Linked DNA regions of Sus scrofa: region 2 is linked to region 1. The links are chromatin contacts, called in public Hi-C maps. All regions are on one chromosome and are shown on one strand. The core of a region is the stretch at or near the end of the contact, and the rest is flanking DNA. Distances in the headings are between cores, read along the strand shown. Region 1 holds the start of ACTN4 (alpha-actinin-4). Region 2 overlaps ACTN4 (alpha-actinin-4).

Region 1 (4,654 bases), core at 926-3,425:
AAAAAAAGAGAAAAACACACAAAGACTTCAAATTCCTCACCATGATTTTAAGTCCGTTCATTCATCTGGGATTTCTTAAGCTTCTATCTTCTGCCAGACACTGCTTCAGAGACTAGTGATACAGCAGTGACCAAAACAAAGATTCCCGTACATCTTGGGCCAACATCCTTGGGAAGGAGACAGATGAGCAGGATAAGTAAACCAGTCATGCACTGTATTGAATGTGCTATAGACAAAAATGAAGCGGGAAGGTGTGGGGTGCTATTTATAAAACGGTGGTCAGGTGAGGTCTCACTAAGGGGGTGATACTTCCACCGATGTGCAGGAGAGGAGGCTATGATCCTGAGGGTCTAGTGTCGGGGCGAAGCGCAGTGGTAACAAGGCCTCGAGGCTGGACCCTTCCAGGTGTGTTGGAGGAACAGCCGGGAGGCCAGCAGTGTGGCAGGAGCTGGGAGAGCGAGGGGGGAGAATGGGAGAAGAGTTGGGAGAGGAGCTGGGGACCAGGCTGGGCAGGACATGGACGAACTGGTGAATTTGGCCGAAGCCCCAGGAGTCCCCATTGCTTCCAAAGCTGGGCGGGGCTGAGTCAAAGCAAGGAATCCTGCAGCCTTTCCTCCTGTCTTTGACTTCGTGGCGCCAAGGGATGGTTCTGAGCAGGGGAGGGAGGAGCTTGATTTGACTCAGGCTCCTTCTGGTTTCTTTGGAGAAAGAGAGGTGGGGAAGGGGGCATGTGGAGGACTTGAGAAATGTTGAGGAGGCTGGGACACTGGTCCAGGTGAAGACAAGGTGAGGGTGGACAGAACCAGGGTGTGGCCATGTGGGATGGGAGAAGTGGGTGAATTTTGTATATACTTGGAAGATGGATCTGACAGAATTTCCTGAACGACTGGATGTAGGGTGTGAAAACAAAGAGGAGCCAAGGATGACTGCAAGCTTTGTTGCCTGCACAGCTGAAAGGCCGGAGGCACCATTGACCAAGATGGGGATGGCTATGGGGTGACGAGGTTTGGGAGGAAGATCAGGAGCCCAACTCTGGGTACTTACACTTGAGACACCTATTATGTGTGAGTGTCATTTGTATTTATTTACTGTCGTGTCCCCCATACACTTGAGAACTTGGCGCACTTACCATGCTCAGCACCTTATCACCAGCATCCAAGAAGAGTTCCTGGAATACAACAGAGGCTCAATAAATGCTTTTTGAATGAGTGAAGTAAACACGTCCAAAAAATCCTCCACTTTCCCAGTCAGCCAGTATCCATTCGGAGCTACCATGTCCATTTTGTGAATTCTTCAAGAGTTTGTTTAATTGTCCTCCTTGTTCATAAAGCCAACTCTGCCAGTTTCCGTTGTGGCTCAGCAGGGCGTAAATCCAAATCCGACTGGTATCCATGAGGATGCAGGTTCCATCCCTGGTTTCTCTCAGAGGGTTAAGGATCGTGGGTTGCTATGGCTGTTGCATAAGCTGGCAGGTGTAGCTCTGATTTGATTCCTAGCTCAGGAACTTATATATGCCACAGGTGTTGCCCTGAAAAGCAAAGGCAAAAAATAAAAAAATAAATGAAGTCAATCCTGACTACTTCATTTCCATTCTAGTTCTGTTTGATTTTTCTTCATAGCACATATCCCCTTGGAATATATACATACGCTATGTACTTTTTTTCCCCCCGCATCTGTGGCATGTGGAAATTCCTGGGCAAGGGATGGAAAATGAGCCACAGCTGGGGCCGATGCCACAGCTGGGGCAACGCTGGATTCTTAACACGCTGCACCACAGCAGCAACTCCAATACACTGTTTCCTAAAATTGTGTTTTTTTCCTTTCACTAGACGGTTGTTTCATGAGGGCAGACAGTTTTGTCTATCTTATTTAGTGTTGATGCGTAAAACATGGTCTGGCACATAGTAGGCGCTTAATATTTGTTGAATTTCTGGCGCCGAAAGGGAATACACTCCACGCCAGAGCCCAATGGCCAGACCCGCCGGCCGAATCCTTCGCTCTCTGGGCCCGCCCACACGTAGAGGCCGCGCGCGCGCGCGCGCGCGCGAGGAGGCGAAGCTCGTCCACGAGCCGAAGGGCGGCGGGGAAGTGGACTCTGCGCAGGCTCAGAGCTTCCCGAGGCGGGGTCTTAGGGCCTTTCTCGTTAGGAAGCGCGCGCGCGCGCGCGCGGGAGGGCGGCGGCGGCGGCGGCGGCGGAGGCGCGGTGCGCAAGCGCAGCGGGCAGTGCGCAGGCGCTAGCGCAGGGCGGGCTGAAGCAGCTGAAGCAGCGGCGGCGGCGGCGGCGGCGGAGGCTCGGGCAGAGGGGCGGGAGCAGAGGCGGGAGCGGACGGGCTCGGGAGAGGCGGCGGAATGGTGGACTACCACGCGGCGAACCAGTCGTACCAGTACGGCCCCAGCAGCGGGAGCAATGGCGCCGGCGGCGGCGGTAGCATGGGCGACTACATGGCCCAGGAGGACGACTGGGACCGGGACCTGCTGCTGGACCCGGCCTGGGAGAAGCAGCAACGCAAGGTGCGCGGCCCGCGGGCCGGACGGGCTGGAGGGGGGCTTCCGAGGGAGGCTGGGCGCCGGGAAGGGGTTGGGAGTCCTGAGATGGGAGTGGAGGGTCTGTGATGAGAACCGGGCGTCGTGAGAAGGAATCGGTGGATCTGAGAAGGTGTTTGGGGTCCTGAAAAGGAGTTGCAGAACTTGAGCAAGGAATTGGGAGTCTGAAAAAATCATTGGCGGCCGAGGAGAGAATATGGAAATCTAAAACATGGAATCAGGGAGTCTGTGAAGGAATTAGGCGGGTCGAGGTGGGGAATTGGAGGAAACCAGCGAGATGATTGGAGACTCTAAAATGGAATTGGGTCTGAGGCGGGATCGAAGGCTCGGGTTGGATTGGGGTTGCTGAGAGAGGAACGGGGGGTCTGGAATTTGGGGGTCGGGGCAGTCTGAGGAGGAGCTCGAGTGTGCAGGGGGTTGTTTGGCTCGCAGAGTCCTCTGAAGAGGATAGGATTGTGGGAGCCCCAGGCTGGGGAACTTCTAAAGGGGGTGAGGATTCTGGAAGTCTGAAGATGGGGTTGGGGGGTACTCAGGAGGGGATTGTGGAGTGGGAAGGGTGGTGGAAGGACAGGGGAGATAAAAGCAGAGGGGCTAAGGAAAGAAGTGACTGTGAAAAGACCCGGGGCTTAGGATGTGGGGATGGGGAGGGTGGCGAATGAGGTCTGGAACGGGGGTCCGAAGGGACCTGTGAATGAGAAGTCTTGCAGGGGGTGAGATTTACTGGGGGTGCCCCGTTTTAAGGGGAAGAGGAGAAGACTGGACAAGAGAAGGCATGAAAGGAATTGATGAGGCTAAAGGCCTCATCGATGAGAGGCCCAAGGGAGATAGGGAGAGTATTTGGAGCGTTTTGAGGAGGGGAGCCGAAGAATTGCTGGAACGTCCACAAAGGCTCCGCCAAGGGTTGGCGGCGCCTGAGGCCAAGCAAGGTAGCCTGGAAAAGGTGAGGATGGAGGGAGGGAAGGGGCAGAATGGCGGAGAGTGGGAGGGAGGTTGGCGGGGTAATGAAAGTCTCATTAGGAAGGGAGTGTGTGATGGATAGACTGAGAGAGGAATTTGGGGGTGGGGGCGTCTGGAGATGCCGTCCCGGGACCGGAGAGTGTGTGTGTGTCCTGAAGGGAGAATGCGTTGTCTGGGGAGGAAGAGGTGAGAGTAGCTGCAAGAATTGTCCCGTGGGGGTGGGGGGGTGGGGCAAAGAGGTCTTTCTAAAGCAGGGCCTGTTTTCAGGTGGCATGTTGGGGTGTGGAAGCAATTTAGGGGAGACCCACAGTGAGGAAAGGGAGATCAAAAGGAGTGGGAGGCCCAGAGAAGGTAGCTTGTGTGTGTGTGTGTGTGGGTAAAATCTCAGGTGGTTGAGAGCGGGGAGCCTGATAGAAGAGAGGGTTTGAGTGTGTGCAGGAAGAGCTAAAGAAAGGAGGGTGTTGAGTAGGTGGGTGTGTTGGGAGGGGGTGTTTAAAGTGTTGTGTGTGCAGAGGGTGGGAGGTACTTGCAGTTAGGTTCTGGAGATCGGAATTTTCCTTCCAGATTTGTTACCAACTCTGTGGCCTTGGGCAAGACCCTTGGTCTCAGTGCAGTTCTGTCACCTGCGAAATGAGGCGGGGTCGAAGGGGTCCCTTCTGTGACTCTAGGAAGAGAGATGTGTATGGTGTGGGACTTGAGGGTGGCTTTGGTGGAGCTTTCTCAGGAACGTGGGGGCGGACTCAAAGCAAGGGGTGCGAGTGGTGAGTGTGGCTGGAAGCCTCTTGAGGGTATGAGTTGGTGCTTTGGGGGCTCCCAGCGGGCAGCCCAGGCTGGAGGGGAAAGGGTGAAAAGAGCAGCTGTTCCAGGCAGCCCGGGGTGGGGCCTGGCATAACCTTGGGTAAATTACCAACCTCTGCTTGAATTTCCTCCTCTGTAGTTGGGGGGTGGTGGGTTGGCTGTGGCGTCCTTATCTGTTGCCCCACCTACCTCTGGGTGGGCAGATGGAGATAATCTGACATAAAAATGCTTTTTGAGGGGAGAGCCCTAGTCTGCAGACTCAGCAGTGTGTTGCCGGAGGCAGTGCTGGGTTGGAAAAGGTTAAGAGTTGCCAGGAGACTTGGAAAGTTGGGAGGGGAGCCTGCGGCTACCGGGT
Region 2 (4,654 bases), core at 1,463-3,962, 70 kb after region 1:
CACTGACCCAAGTGGCTTCTCTGAACCTCACGACGGGCCCCAGAAAGGGTTGGCCAGGTGGGCCTTGTGCTCAGTGCCAGCTGCACAGCTCACTGCAGGAGGCCGGGCGTGGGGTGCTCACGCTCAGGAACATTGGTTCAGGTCCCAGCACTGCCTCTCACTGTGATAAGCTGCTCCCTTTGGACCTCAGTTTCCGCCTCTGTAAACAGGCCTGCCCCAGCATTAGGCCTCACAGGGAGTCAAGGGGAGTGCCACGAGGTTAGCCCTAGGAAGCATTGGTACAGAAACTGCATCAAGGCTGCTGTCCCACTGGAAGGGACGGTCAGTGAGCAGCAGGCCTTCCAGGAGGGCACCCTGGCAGTGGGGCTGCCAGGGACAGGAGTCCAGCAGCCTCGCCCCCAGAAGCCCCTCCCTCCGTGCAGGAGATTGGCCGCATCTCCATCGAGATGAACGGGACGCTGGAAGACCAGCTGAGCCACCTGAAGCAGTACGAGCGCAGCATTGTGGACTACAAGCCGAACCTGGACCTGCTGGAGCAGCAGCATCAGCTCATCCAGGAGGCCCTCATCTTTGACAACAAACACACCAACTACACCATGGAGGTACGCCCGCCATGGCCCACACCCCACTTTCCCTTCCCCCAGCTCACCGGATCCCTGGAGCAGCCCAGGCCAGGCCGCCTTACTCTAAGTGGTTTTTGCGCTCTATCCAAACGGCGTCTGCTCGTTCCTCTTTCTCCTCTTTCACTCTGACCAGAAAGACTAGATCAAATGTTTACTTGTTTCTAAAAATCAGTTTCCCCATCACTGCTCTCCAGTCACCGTGACAACACACATCTCAGAACCAGCGCCCAGGAGAGCTGGGAGGCAGCATCACCTACCCGCAGTGTGTCCTCAGCAGTTGCGGACACAGATCCAGTCAGCCTGTGCGGGGGGAGAGGGGGTGTCCTGCCTCCCAGCTCAGCACTGGGTCAAAGCGTCGTGGTTGCCATCATGTTGGTGGCTTGAAATGGTCCATAGCGATGGTACTTAGACCATGCAAATCCGAAGATACCAGCAAAAAAAGTGAGAGTGTCTTTCCCTCCAGAAAAATAGTTACACATCCCCCAGCATGCCTCTGCAAGGTCTCCGTGTGGATCCTGGCACAGGGGTCAAGACCCGGTCCTCTGCCGGGTCCACTGGGCTGTGCCCCACCGAGACCTGAACCCCAGTGTGGGCAGAGGCAGGAGGGCACCTGTGTCCCTGTGTGCACAGGAGCCGCAGCTGGGTGGGCCTTCGGGGAGTTAGGGCCGGCCCAACCGCAGGCCACACATCCTCCACGCAAGGAGCGCCCAGTTCCGAGCCCCCCTCGGCTAGAGAGACAGCGGTCCTCTGCCCAGCCAGCCGCCCGCACTCACGGGCCCCTCCCTCCCGCAGCACATCCGCGTGGGCTGGGAGCAGCTGCTCACCACCATCGCCCGCACCATCAACGAGGTCGAGAACCAGATCCTCACCCGCGACGCCAAGGGCATCAGCCAAGAGCAGATGCAGGAGTTCCGGGCGTCCTTCAATCACTTCGACAAGGTGAGCGGCGCCCACTGCCCCGGGCACCTTCCCTCCCCGCTGTCACCTCCCACCTCGCCCCTTCTGTCTTCGCATCTGTCCATCCATTCGTGTCACAGTTGCTAGGATCAGAGGCCACTCCCCCGGGGCTGGCAGGGCCCCAGCCCCTGAAGCGTGCAGAGGTGCGTGACCTTGAGCCACGGCATGGGCAGTTTCCCTCGGGGGGCGAGAGGGGAGCCCACGCCCTCCCGGCCGGACTTCCTCCCCACCTGCCAGAGTAGCCAGAACAGACCAGGACCCAGGAATCCATCGATGGCCACACCCACCCACAGAGTCTTTCAGAGTCAGACTTGGTCTGGCTGCCCCTTTAGAAGGGCCCTGAGCCCCAGTTTGGCCCAATTTCCAGCTGCCCTGCTGGGCCTGATGTGTCACCTGCTGCCTTCTGCACTGTTAGGCAAGGACCCAGCGTCCTGTGCAGGACAGGCAGCGAGGGGAGCTCCCCCGGCCCTCCCAGGAGTCCTGGAACTTGAGCCTCAACCCTGTACCTCTCAGCTCCCACCCCTGCTCTGGCCCAAAAGAGGTGGGGGGAGGCCTCCGACCACCCGCCAGGCCCCCGTGCCCTCGGCACCTGCCCCACCCTGGCTGTCGCCTTGTCCACATCACCTCTAACTCTGTGTCTCCCTCCCCCATGTGCCCCTCTCCCCCCGCCCTCTGCATGGGACCCCGGCCCCTCTCCCCACCTCCGTGCTGCCCCTTGCGCATACCTGCCTTCGGACGCCGGCAGGACCACGGCGGGGCGCTGGGGCCGGAGGAGTTCAAGGCCTGCCTCATCAGCCTGGGCTACGACGTGGAGAATGACCGGCAGGTACGCGCCCCCTGGGCCCCAGCGGACCGTGGCATTAACTGCTCTTCTCTTTCTCTCTCTCCTTCTCTCTGCCTCCCCTCCCTCTGGCCGTCCCCCCCACCTTTGCCATCGTGTGTGCCATTTCACCGGCTCTCCTGCCTCCCTCCTGCCCTGTGTCTCTCTGGACACCTTCCCCCTTCCTCGGTCCCTCGGGGCCGCCTCTGTCTCCCTCGCTCCCCACACTGTCCCGTTTCCCTGCTGTGCACACGGGGCGGCCCCTCTTGCCTACTCTGGGCCCGGCCTCCTCTGCTGTCCCTGCGTCCTCGAGCAGAAGCAGACAGGCAGCATGGACTCCGATGACTTCAGGGCTCTGCTTATCTCCACAGGATACAGCCTGGTATGCAGCCTCTGCCTCCCCCTCGCTGCCGTGCCTCTCCTCCCCCACCCCCGCCTGCAGAGTCTCCACGTCCTCGGGGACACCCCTCCGCCAGAGCAGCGCAGCCTCCCTCCTCCTCCGCTGCATCTGCTGGGCTGGGGTCCCTCCGATGACTCCCTGAGCCTCCCCCCTCCTTTTCTGGAAGTCTCCGGAGAGAGGAGTCAGGCCTCCGCGCTCTCCCCTTTTCTCTCTTTCTTTCTTTCTTCCCTGCCCTCCAGAGCTAACTTGTGAGCCCAGGGCCGAGGAGCAGTAGATCTGTTTGATCCACACCCCAACTCCCCGCTTCCCAAAAATGTGGGAGGGGAGAGGCGGAGGGTACCCACCCCAGGTCTGGGGCACGCGGGAGCCAAGCCCCTCGGAGGCAGGGTGACGACGCCTGCCACGTGCGCCGGGCTCAGGCCCTGCTCTCCGGCCCGGGTCTAGCTTCCACCGGCAGGGCCAGGCCGCCCTGCCCCCGCTCAAAAGCCACCTGTCCCCCACCCACCCCCTCGCAGGGCGATGCCGAGTTCAACCGCATCATGAGCGTGGTCGACCCCAACCACAGCGGCCTCGTGACCTTCCAAGCCTTCATCGACTTCATGTCGAGGGAGACCACAGACACCGACACAGCCGACCAGGTCATCGCCTCCTTCAAGGTCCTGGCAGGCGACAAGGTAAGGGGGACACCTCCTCGGAGGCAGTCGGGGCAGCGCCTGAGGGGCCAGGTGACCCAGAGCCCCACCCTGCCACCCCCAGAACTTCATCACGGCGGAGGAGCTGCGGAGAGAGCTGCCGCCCGACCAGGCCGAGTACTGCATCGCCCGCATGGCGCCGTACCAGGGCCCCGACGCTGTGCCCGGCGCCCTCGACTACAAGTCTTTCTCCACAGCCCTGTACGGCGAGAGCGACCTGTGAGGGCCCCCCCCCCCCAACGAGAACCCCTGACCGGATGGCCCTTGTCACAGCCTCCAGGAGGGGCTGTCTCTCTCCCAGCTCCTGACTCTGTATCTATGCAAAGCACTCTGGCAGTCCTTTCTGGGGGGCGGGGGGCAGGGAGGGGCTGGGGCGGGCTCTCTCCTCTCTGTCTGTGTGTCAGATGCCAGGGAAGCTTTCCCCTCCCCTGGACCAGCCTAAGGGACACGTCCAGGGTCAGGCTCCTGGTCTGGGAAATGTATATGATGTGTTGGGTTTTGGGTTTTTTTAAACTATTTGGAGGGGACGGTGGATCCCATAGCAAAACATGTTCCCTCCCAGCCCTAGGAATGCCCCTCACCCCTTCCTTTGCCCCCGAGGTCCCTTCAAGGCCTCCCACATCCAGGCCAAAGCCTGACGTGCCTTGTCCCGGAGCTGCCTGGGCCTGCAGTGGGCCCAGCAGAGGGCGCCACAGCCACCCCCAGGAAGGAGGACCTGCCTGCTCTTCTCCCCTCCCTTGCCGAGGCCCCAGGAGGGGGTGCAGCTCTGTCCCCTCTCTCTGCAACAGAGGAGCGGGGCTGGGCGCCCAGCCTCTCACTTTCCCTCCCCCCCCGTTCCCAGCCAGCCACCCCCCTGCTTTGTCTGGACCTGCATATCCGATTTTCTAAGCCCCTCACACATACACACACAAAATACACCAAAAAAAAACAAAAAAATTCACAAAAACTATAAAAAAAATTTAAAACTTTCAGAGAATTACTATTTACTTTATTAACTTACGGATTTATTATATAAATATATATTCACCTAGCAACATATCTCTGCCGCCTCTTGCTCCCGTAATGAAGACATAGCTGATTTGCCCCCTCCCCAGCTCCTGACTGATGTCTGCCATCGGGCGTGGGTCTCTGGGGACCCTCCGGAGGTGGAGGGTGGGCTGCT

What was found. A called contact is a pair of places that touch in the nucleus more often than the background predicts.
Region 2: a Hi-C map of omental adipose tissue shows a contact between it and region 1, with 1.6 times the contacts expected there. The contact joins the enhancer-like site here to the promoter of ACTN4 in region 1. A contact is called at or near these places in 8 of 47 Hi-C or Micro-C datasets (embryonic fibroblasts, fetal heart ventricle, heart right ventricle and 5 more) and 2 of 2 datasets of contacts at active chromatin or transcription factors (alveolar macrophages and skeletal muscle).

Annotation. Positions count from the first base shown.
Region 1 is chr6:47,491,659-47,496,312 of Sscrofa11.1, forward strand. It overlaps ACTN4 (alpha-actinin-4), which reads left to right and starts at 2,176. Exons shown (of 21, transcript XM_003355883.4): 1 at 2,176-2,511. The coding sequence starts at 2,350.
Region 2 is chr6:47,561,204-47,565,857 of Sscrofa11.1, forward strand. It overlaps ACTN4 (alpha-actinin-4), which reads left to right. Exons shown (of 21, transcript XM_003355883.4): 17 at 423-602; 18 at 1,416-1,562; 19 at 2,326-2,406; 20 at 3,316-3,474; 21 at 3,557-4,654. The coding sequence ends at 3,715. Among named protein-coding and RNA genes, the nearest start is that of CAPN12, 16 kb to the right of the region's middle. Within about 2 kb of position 2,713, at least 7 of the 83 cell types and tissues checked have an H3K27ac peak or open chromatin away from gene starts, as enhancers often do. A contact at or near this core is called in omental adipose tissue, where this site is marked.